2 separate regions of the Hordeum vulgare genome follow, and region 2 is linked to region 1. A link is a contact called in public Hi-C data. All regions are on one chromosome and are shown on one strand. The core of a region is the stretch at or near the end of the contact, and the rest is flanking DNA. Distances in the headings are between cores, read along the strand shown.

Region 1 (5,319 bases), core at 1,363-3,862:
TCAATTGTACCCTTTTAGGGGAGTAGCCCTGATCACTGTCAAATGGCAGTTAAGTGTACTGTGACATCCCGTCGAAATGCTAATCTATCAGTACTACATTAAATACATACATATGGCTGAAACAAGTTTTCGTTTCTATTGGATGTGCCGACTCTTCCGTGGTCTCTCTTAAAACCAATGATTCTACCTCATATGTCCGATTCTACTCGATAATATTTGACCGTCCTCTCCTGATTGCAGGCTTGAGCTTGGAGCTGGGCAGTCGTTCGTTCCACTTGCAGCAAATTCATTCTCCTTGTATCCTACCGCGGTGGCGTCACACGAGTAATGATGATAATAAGATGTCCGGAGCCTTTTTTTAGATCAGGGAGAAAGGCCTCGTGGACCATGATGGTGTGCTGTCTGAAAAAAGTGTGTATGTTGGTCTGCTGTCTCTCGTTAGTGAACACGGATTCTGTGTAGATTTGTACATCTGCTTGCTGCAACTGGGACCTGTGTAAAATATATGTAGTCCATGTCTTTGTTTCATAGCACTACTTCAGACAGAAAGAAAAACATCTCCTATGGAACGTCTGGCGATGCTTTTTGTGCGTTTAAGCTGTTCTCTATCTTCATTTTTTTTTCTGAGATTCTTTTTTAGGGAAACTTTTTTTCAACACAAAACAGGCACAGACGCTCATATGCATGCATACACTATCACTTATGAGCGCCTTCAAAAGACTGGGCTGACACATATTTCGAGATTGACGGTAATGTCTTCTTTCATTAAAAGCACATTATCGAAAGGTTTGAAATTAATCTAGAAAAATGTGAATGCTAATATCAAATCTAGAACTTGAACCCTGATGGGTTGAGAATACCAAACAGTTTTTTAGATGATGAGCGGGTTATATGCTAAGCGAAAAGAGTAGCAGCACGGACAGTCGAGAGGAACAAGCACTAAAGCACGTAATATTCGGCATTTCCTATTCAACGCTTGTAGTCCATGTAATAATTAGGGTGTTTCTATGTCTCGCTTTAGGCGAGACAGGAGGTGCGCTCGCGTAAGGGGGGACCACTAGATGGCCCGGCAAAGCCGCGCGAGAGCCACAGCCAGTTTTCTTTGTTTTTTTTATTTTTGTTCTCGTTTTTTTGTTATTTTTATACCTTTTTATACTTAAAAATATTATTCACATATCTCTACTATTAAAGCATGATCGAACATCGTGATGGTTCAACCTACCGATGGTTCGACCTTCCAGCGATCCCACCTCGTCCCCGAACAAAAAAAAACCCGTCACCGAGCCTCCCACTCGCGCCCCCTCAGCCACCAACCGCTCCCTCCCCCTCCCCTCTCGATCCAGATTGGATCGGGGCTGAGGTCGCGCCGCCCCGCCGGTGCCCCACTGCCGGGCCACCACCAGCCCACGCCACTGGCCGCCCCCCTCATTGGCCCCATGTTCGTGCTCGGCCATGTCCTCTCTGTGATCTTATCGAGTGACAAAGAAGGTGGAAGGGGAAAGCATCTTCTGGCCAGCCAGAGAAGAGAGAAGACGCAGCAGGGGAGGAGGAAGAGTCGCCCGCGCGTCGCCGACGGGCCCTCCCCGTCGTCACGCCGGGGCGGGGGCAGCGCCGGACAGAGGCTTCGGCTGCCGGTGCAGCTGCGGCAAGTGCCGCGGACGCGGAAGCGGGCCCAGGAGGGGAAGGGGGCTCTCATGCGCTCCGCCTCCGAGCCGGCGCTCTGGTGGCACGACGCCCGCGTCCATCCCGCGCAGCCCCGCCCGCCGTCCCCGCCGCCGCCGCCGCTCGACCGCCCGCACACCTGCTACGACGTCTATTTGCAGGTTAAATGATGCAGACGCCTTGTTTTCTTCCTTAAATCACAAGCTACCTGCCTGTGGATGATGGGATTGTACGCACGGAGCCTTGATAACTTACCTCCAATAATCGAGAATTCCTGACTCATGCTCATTCCAGCTCCAGTTAATACCATGAGCTTGTTACTGAGACAAGTAACAGATAATTAAGATTCCTCTTCAAATGTAGCTCAAGAACTTGATAAGGAAGTTCAATACAGACTTTCACCTCTTATCTATAAACTGGTATAGTAGGTCCACATCCTTGGAGGTTGGAGGATCTGAATCAGGAACTATCCGTTTGCCTCTCAAAAACTGGATGTAAGTTTCACAATAATCTTTAGATACAACAATTGATGAGTGGTTATTTCTTGCTTGAATGGAGCGAAAAGAGCATCTCAATGGAAGAGGAATTTTCCTCCTATGAACAAGTCCATTATATATTGATGCTTGGATATTGTAAAAATGAGGACAATATCCTGAAATATAATTTATTGCAATTAGTTAGTGCAAAAAAGTAGATTAGCCTAATTGTCCCAGAAAAGGCCATTCTCTTGGCGAACTTGCCTTTTGGTATTCCTCTCAGAGCACTTCCAAAACCTGCAATGATCTGAAGTACATTACACATGTAAGTTGTATAATTCGACTCGGTATTGAACACTAGAAAGAGTGTACATATTGAATACAACCAACTTATTGCATTGGTATGTGACCAAGAAGTATCATTACATGAAAATGATTCCAACAGATTTAACTTTGTGAGTCACAACTGCCGAATGGTGGAGTAGCTGCAAATGGGTTGAACAGAACATCCTACTAAGTTAGTGCTTATGTGACCAGGTTCATAAATCATACGCCTGTTTGCTTTCAGGCTCAACACCTCCCTTTTGGTGGACTATTGCCAAGATGGAACACACAAGTACATCCTAATCGACATCGGCAAGACCTTCAGAGAGCAAGTTCTCTGGTGGTTTGTCCACCACAAAGTTCCTTACGTTGACTCAGTGAGATATTCGACAGTGCATTATTTTCTGAAAAAAATAAAAATCCTGGGGACTAAGAAGGTTCTGCGCAGTGCAGATCATTCTGACTCATGAGCATGCAGATGACGTATTAGGCCTTGACGAAGTCTGGGTGGTACTGTTGGAAATATGCCCTAGAGGCAATAATAAAATGGTTATTATCATATTTCCTTGTTCATGATAATCGTCTATCGTTCATGCTATAATTGTATTAACAGGAAGCACTAATACATGTGTGAATGAATAGATCACAATGTGTCCCTAGCAAGCCTCTAGTTAGCTAGCTCGTTAGTCAATAAATGATCATGGTTTCCTGATCATGGACATTGGATGTCATTGATAACGGGATCACATCATTGGGAGAATGATGTGGTGGACAAGACCCAATCCTAAGCCTAGCACTAGATCGTATTGTTCGTATGCTAATGCTTTTCTAATGTCAAGTATCTTTTCCTTCGACCGTGAGATTGTGCAACTCCCGGATACCGTAGGAGTGCTTTGGGTGTATCAAACGTCACAACGTAACTGGGTGACTATAAAGGTGCACTACGGGTACCTCCGAAAGTGTCTGTTGGGTTGGCACGAATCGAGATCGGGATTTGTCACTCCGTGTGACGGAGAGGTATCTCTGGGCCCACTCGGTAGAACATCATCATGAGCTCAATGTGACTAAGGAGTTAGTCACACGATGACGTGCTACGGAACGAGTAAAGAGACTTACCGGCAACGAGATTGAACAAGGTATAGGTATACCGACGATCGAATCTCGGGCAAGTTCTCTACCGACAGACAAAGGGAATCGTATACGGGATTGATTGAATCCTTGACATCGTGGTTCATCCGATGAGATCATCGTGGAGCTAGTGGGAGCCACCATGGGTATCCAGACCCCGCTGATGGTTATTGGCCAGAGAGGTGTCTCGGTCATGTCTGCCTGTCTCCCGAACCCGTAGGGTCTACACACTTAAGGTTCGATGACGCTAGGGTTATAGGGAATTGTTATACGAGATTACAGAAAGTTGTTCGGAGTCCCGGATGAGATCTCGGACGTCACGAGGAGCTCCGGAATGGTCCGGAGGTAAAGATTGATATATAGGACGGATGGTTTCGGACACCGGAAGTGTTTCGGGCATCACCGGTAACGTACCGGGACCACCGTAGGTGGTCCCGGGGGACCACCGAAGGGGGGCTGCGACCCCAAGAGGTAAGATGGGCTAAGTGGGGGTGGGAACCAGCCCCTAGTTGGGCTGGTGCGCCTCCCCAATCAGCCCATGGCGCAGGGGAAAGAAAAAGAGGGGGGGAACCCTAACTTAGGTGGGCCTTAGGCCCACCAGAGGGGTGCGCCACCCCCTCCTCCCCATCTGGCCGCCACAAACCCCATCTGGGAGGGCTGCCGCACCCCCTAGGGTGGGAACCCTAGGGGTGGCACCCCCTCTCCCCTCCCCTATATATAGTGGGCACTCTTGGCCTTTGGAGGACACAGTTTTCCCTCTCCCTCGGCGCAGCCCTGCACTTCTTCCTCCTCCTCTCTGCCGGCGCTTGGCGAAGCCCTGCCGGGAGACCTCGTCTCTCCACCAACACCACGCCGTCGTGTTGCTGGTCTTCTTCCCCAACCTCTCCCTCCTCCTTGCTGGATCAAGGTGCGGGAGACGTCACCGGGCTGCACGTGTGTTGAACGCGGAGGTGCCGTTGTTCGGCACTAGATCGGAATCGCTGCGAGTACGACTCCATCAACCGCGTTCTAGCAACGCTTCCGCTTAGCGATCTTCAAAGGTACGAAGATGCTCTTACCCCTCTCTCGTTGCTGGTCTCTCCATAGGAAGATCTGAACATGCGTAGGAAATTTTTTGAATTTATACTACGTTACCCAACAGTGGCATCCGAGCCAGGTTTACTATGCGTAGATTCTATGCACGAGTAGAACACAAAATTTGTGGGCGATGGTTTGTCAATTTGCTTGCCGTTACTAGTCTTATTCTTTTCCGGCGGTATTGTGGGATGAAGCGGCCCGGACCGACCTTACACGTACGCTTACGTGAGACTGGTTCCACCGACAGACATGCACATCGTGCATAAAGGTGGCTAGCGGGTGTCTGTCTCTCCTACTCTAGTTGGATTGGATTTGATGAAAGGGGTCCTTATGAAGGGTAAATAGCTTTGGCATATCATCGTTGTGGCTGTCACGTAGGTAAGAAGGCGTTCTTGCTAGAAACCCAAATCAGCCACGTAAAACTTGCAACAACAATTAGAGGACGTCTAACTTGTTTTTGCAGGGTTTGACATGTGATGTGATATGGCCAAAGTTGTGATGTTGCATGTATGATGTATGAGATGATCATGTTATTGTAATAGGTTTCACGACTTGCATGTCGATGAGTATGACAACCGGCAGGAGCCATAGGAGTTGTCTTAATTTATTGTATGAGATGCAACGCCTTGTGCTTGCTATTTTTACTTCATTG
Region 2 (5,693 bases), core at 604-3,103, 370 kb before region 1:
ATAACAAGGTTACATTGCATATGCACAGCAGCATCCAGCATGATTAATATTTTTACAAAATATTTGATAAAGAGACAAGTTTGAAAGCCTACTATAAATTCTACCCGTTTCTTGTGTCAGTTAGCATATATAAGCAACTCCAAATAACTCTTCCTGTCCATGAACTTTGTATAATTCAAATTATTAAAGTACTTCATTAGAAACCGGTGCATGTTTAAACTATGAATTTATTATTTATTTAATCAGTTTCACATTCAGATGGGATAGCAAGTTTACAATTTTTCAATTCATAATTTTCAAACAGAAGAAAAACTCATTTGAACCAGTGTACTTCAAGTGGCTACTCGATTAACGATGAAAACAGTCAAATCCACACACATCATCACCTGAAGTTGTCAACCACCGAATATCACATGGTATTCAAGGTTCAGTTACTTAAGCATACAGGAACGTAACAGGGGATGAAGAACGTAGCAACTAGTTCTGAACCACAAGCGGCAGTCAAAACAATGAGAAAATTACCTGCTTCAGCATCTGCACGAGATCATGCTTTTTCTTACTCAAGGTATCCAGCTTGTCAGTCAACTCTCTCTTCCTTTCTTCAACTCCATCAGGTTGACCCACCTAAAACAAAAATAGGACTCAGAGCTCTAGATGAAAAAGCAAACAAGCATAATGCACCAAGCTTCCAAGCATAGGTTTTAGCTTGCAAACAAGAATGGTATGTGTGGTTTGGTTAATCAATTGTACTCAGGAATCACAAAGCACTCAGCAAAATCTCCATGAAAAACTCAAGAATTAAACTGTTGTTCAGCAGCAACCGATAATAATAAATATATTGCATCCTCATGAAAGAGCTAACTGTTGTCCAGTGCAGCTAAAAAGCTTAATTGTAGAGTAGTGGAGTAAAACTCAAAAGCATCATTACTTATCCTTACTTATTGGCTTCTTCCAACCCAGAAATGGAAGAGGCAACCTAGGAATTTCATCCTACTTCCAACTCTGAGCTAAAAGTCTACTAGATTCTAAGATAGAACCACCATAATACCATGACGAGAAGCAATTCCAAAAATCTACTGTCGGGGCTTCGCAAGTAGTCATCCACCAATGACCTGAATGACCTGAATCTAACCCTAAGCCATCGTTAGCAGGATAGCAGCTAAAATCTCACGCAGCTATGAGGAACCTACGACGAGGCTCACCTCCGAGTTGGGGTCGAAGCCTTCGCTCTCGCCTTGCCCTTCTTCAGGGTCACCGTTGCCGCCGGCATCGACATCTCCGGCGACCACCTCTCCCGCATCGTCCATTTCCACATCCTCCACCGCCCCCTCCTCCTGCTGCTCCTCCTCCTCCTCTCCTTGCTGCTGCTCGTCTTGCCCCTCTCCCTCCCCCTGTTGCTGCTGCTCGTCCTGTCCCTCTTCCTCCCCCTGCTGCTGCTGCTGCGGCGGCGGCGGCATCTGCACATCATGCCGGTCGGCCTGATGGTGCTGCTGACCCCCGTCCACCTCCCGCGCCTCCCCCACGGCCGCGGCGCCGTCGTCCAGGCGGGAGTTGGGGGAGTTGGGCCGGGGAGCCCCGGCGAGGCGGGAGACGGCGAGGGAGCGGCGGTGGAGGAGGCGGCGGAACTGGGACGCGGAGAGCGTGGGCTGGGGCACCGGCCAGCGGCGCGCGGCGTCGTCACCGCTCTGGTGGAGGTTGCCGCGGTACATCGAGATCGCCACCATCTCTGCCGGCCCGTGTGGATGGAGGTGCGCCGGCTGGGGATTCGGGTGCGAGCGGCCGGCGGCGGCCCTGGGTTTCGGTAAGCCGCCGTTGGGCCTTCACGGCGGATCTATCTTTCGCGTTTTCCTTGTGGATGCTGACCAAACTCCGGGCCATCGGATTAGTTGTTGGGCCCTCCCGGTTTTCCAGCTCACTTACTGCTAGTTACCAAATCACTAGGGCATTGCTTGGGATACCTTTTTTTTGCAGAATACACGTGCAAAACAAATACTCCCTCCGCCCGATAAAACCTGTCACCCTTCATCTTTACCTAATAATAAAGAGGCTATTGCTTCCGTCGGAAAACCCACCGAGGTGATTTTACAAAAAAAACCTTACTGTTTATGACATTAAACTCGTAGTATATATTAAATATTTTTTTAAATATTCATATCTTTTAAACCGTAACTCCAAATTTAACATATTATACATGGAATTTGATTAGAAAAATATGTAGAATTTAAATATGATATTATTTTATCTGTTAAATGTTTAATAAAAAATACTATCTAGGGTGCAATCCTAATAAATAAGTCATTATTCGTCTTTCTTTCATACCGGTACTCATTCGGGTTGGGAATGAACACGTCAACAAAATCAGGATTAGAGATGAAACTGAAGGTCACTTGACTGATTCTTTGTACGTATTAAATCTACATGCAAGCCGTGTTAAAATAGAAGACCTGTGAAATTTTGAACTGCATTTTTGTAGGATAAGACCATCTTTATTTGTATCGTAACTATAAATTCTCAAATTATAGACATTTTTTATAAATTAAGAGCGTGTGCCGTGTGGTATTTCTTTCTCCCGTTGCAACGCATGGACCCTTTTGCTATAATTCAAAAAACCGTCTTGAACAACTTGAGCTTCTTCGGGTTGTCCGTCTTGAACAACTTGAGCTTCTTCCTCTTGAACAACTTGAGCTTCTTCCTCGTCTGCAACTTGGGCTTCTTCCTTGTCTGCATCTTGTTGATCTTGTTCATCTTCATCCATCAAGTTCAAATCAATGGGATCACCATGTTGAGCTTCGTCCTCCTCTTCAGCCAGCAAGTTCAAATCAATGAGATCACCATGTTGAGCTTCGTCCTCCTCTTCAGCCAGCAAGTTCAAATCAATGAGATCGCCGTGTCGAGCTTCGTCATCCTCTTCAGCCATCAAGTTCAAATCAATGGGATCATCGTGTCGAGCTTCGTCCTCCTCTTCAGCCAGCAAGTTCAAATCAATGGGAGCATCGTGTTGAGCTTCGTCCTCCTCTTCAGCCAGCAAGTTCAAATCAATGGGAGCATCGTGTTGAGCTTCGTCCTCCTCTTCAGCTAGCAAGTTCAAATCAATGGGAGCATCGTGTTGAGCTTCGTCCTCCTCTTCAGCTAGCAAGTTCAAATCAATGGGATCATCGTGTTGAGCTTCGTCCTCCTCTTCAGCCAGCAAGTTCAAATCCATAGTTGCTCTATCTATACTCATAACAAGAGTATACAAAAGAAGAATCGTCAGCATATAATAATAACAAGAGTACACAGGAAAAAGAGTATATAAGGCTCAAGAGCAATAACAAATCAACAACTGATCATTGCTGTCAACACAAAAGGTATAGATGATCTTAGTGATGATAATACATTTTTTAAAGCCAGGACTACTTCATTTAAATGCAGATGACAGTAAAGCACTGGATTTGTTGCTGCTCCAAGCTTAATGTGCCTCACTGTCCATACAGGGGACATTGGATTTGTTGCAGCAACATTAAGGGGGTTGTTGCTGCGTTTTAACGTGTCGGTAGTAGGTAGTCCATACAAGGGTTTGTCCAGCAGCAGCAAGGGGTCTCTCGTAGTGCTTTTTTTTGGCGAGTCTATCAGAACGGCTGTCGTAGTGATTTTTTAAAGCCAGGACTACTTAATTTTATGTCGAGTTGGCAATGGTGCAAATATTCGTGTTTGGAGGGATCCATGGATTCCACGTGGTCCGCCGTACACACCCATTACTCCTAAGAGGAATTGTCGCCTTAAAAGAGTAAGTGATTTCTTAGATGATCGCGGTAATTAGAAGGTGGATCTGGTACAACAACACTTTTGGTAGCCGGATGTGGACTCCATCCTCAAGATCAGAACGTCTATGAGGTAACAGGAGGACTTTATTTCATGGCCATGGGAGAAATCGGGCATGTTGACAGTAAAGAGCGGTTATCATGTGGCGATGGCGGACCACTATGATCAATTTTGCCCAGGTTCGTCCATCAATCATCCATCGGGATATAGATCTCTCTCACGATTAGTGTGGAATGTTGCGATTGCACCAAAACTCAAGATTTTTGCCTGGCAAGTGGCCGCAGGCGCTCTGCCGACGGATGCTGAAAAGAGAAGAAGGCATATTGGTCTGAATGGGTGTTGTAAGTTATGTGACCGAGAGCAGGAATCATCATTTCATGCGCTAATATCTTGCCCAAGTGCCGCTAATCCGTGGGACCTGATGCAGATGCAGTGGCCTCTACCGAACAGATCCATGATCAAGTGGACGGGGACTGAATGGTTGTTTCATCTACTCGTATAATCACATGAGTTTATCAGAAGTAGAATTATAATGGAGAGCATGGCACCTTCGGAATTAGCTGGTACACGGTAAATCAATTCCACCTCCAGAGGTATCACGTTCATTCCTTCTCACCTACCATAATACATTTAGTCAGATTTCACGGGGAATGGATGAGATAGTCAAGGGCAAGGCTCTGGTGGTCTCTGAAACCTGCGCCGTGAGGGAGGCCCGCATAAACCCCATGCCCCATATGCCTTGGCCACCCCCTCGACTAGGAGCGGTGGCGCTGTTAGTGGATGGATCCTTTAAAGCTACAGATGGCTCGGCTGGTTCGGGCATGATCTTGAGGAACGCAAGCGGCGGTGTGATTTTTGCTGCTTACCGCAAGTTATTCTATTGCAACGATGCCCTTGAAGCGGAGCTACATGTTATAATAGAAGGTATTAAACTAACAGTTGAGCATTCCAACTGCACGATCATGGTGCAATCAGATTGTGCTCCAGCTCTTACAGCTATATCTGATGCATGCTTGGATAGATCAGCCTACGGCCATATGATCGAGGAGATTAAATTGCTCTTAAGTGATAGGGTTTTTGTTCCTGTAAAAATTTCTCGTGATTAGAATAGGGTTGCAGATTGCTTAGCCAACTTTGAACGGTGTGGAGATAGCACAGCATGTTGGCTGGGGTAAGCTCCTCCGTGTGCGAGTAATTTAGTCGCCCAGGATTGTAAAAAATAGAGGCATGGTCTCAATTCCGATTCCTCATAACAACACTATTTTTCTGTAATTTTTCGCGTTGTAAAGACCAATTTGCTTCGGTGCCTCCTAATGGGAAAATCCTATTTGCCGCTCTGTGCGAAGCGGTGTCAAGGCTTCGCACACAGCGGGCGGGGTGAACGGGCTGGCCCAGACGTGCCCGGTTTTGGAAGCCTTCTAGAGGTTTCCAGCCGGTTTTCTTCCGGTTTTGGGAACTTTCTAGAAGATTCCTTGAACCGGTTCTTTTTTGTTTTCCTTTTTTATTTTTTTGGTTTCTTTTTTTTTCTGTTTTTGTTTAAAAAATGTTCTGGAATTTGATAAAATGTTTTGAATTTGAATTTTTTTTTTGGATTTTGTAAAAATGTTCTCAAATTTTAAAAAATGTTCCGGAATTTGAAGAACATGTTTCAGAATTTCAAAAAAATAGTTCCGGATTTTGGAAAAATGTTTCGGAATTCGAAAAAATGTTTCTGAGTTTGAAACAAATGTTTTTGAAAATTAGAAAATGTTTCAGAATTTGATAAAATGTTCCAGAATTTCAAAAAATGTTTTGCCATTTGAAAAAATATACCAGAATTTGAAAAACTGATCCGGAAGTAGAAAAGAAAAAATGAATATGAAAAATGTTTCGCAATTTAATAAAATGTTCCA

What was found. A called contact is a pair of places that touch in the nucleus more often than the background predicts.
Region 2: a contact with region 1 is called in a Hi-C map of leaf, with 2.6 times the contacts expected there. The contact joins the promoter of LOC123447245 here to the promoter of LOC123450180 in region 1. A contact is called at or near these places in 2 of 6 Hi-C or Micro-C datasets (leaf and seedling).

The regions. Positions count from the first base shown.
Region 1 is chr4H:11,188,324-11,193,642 of MorexV3_pseudomolecules_assembly, reverse strand. LOC123450180 (putative hydrolase C777.06c) reads left to right here and starts at 2,612. Exons shown (of 8, transcript XM_045127562.1): 1 at 2,612-2,619; 2 at 2,707-2,839; 3 at 2,916-2,972. The coding sequence starts at 2,612. It overlaps LOC123447235, which reads left to right. Exons shown (of 2, transcript XM_045123822.1): 2 at 241-597. The coding sequence ends at 246.
Region 2 is chr4H:11,561,363-11,567,055 of MorexV3_pseudomolecules_assembly, reverse strand. It overlaps LOC123447245, which reads right to left and starts at 1,853. Exons shown (of 5, transcript XM_045123832.1): 1 at 1,203-1,853; 2 at 1,049-1,121; 3 at 523-624. The coding sequence starts at 1,468.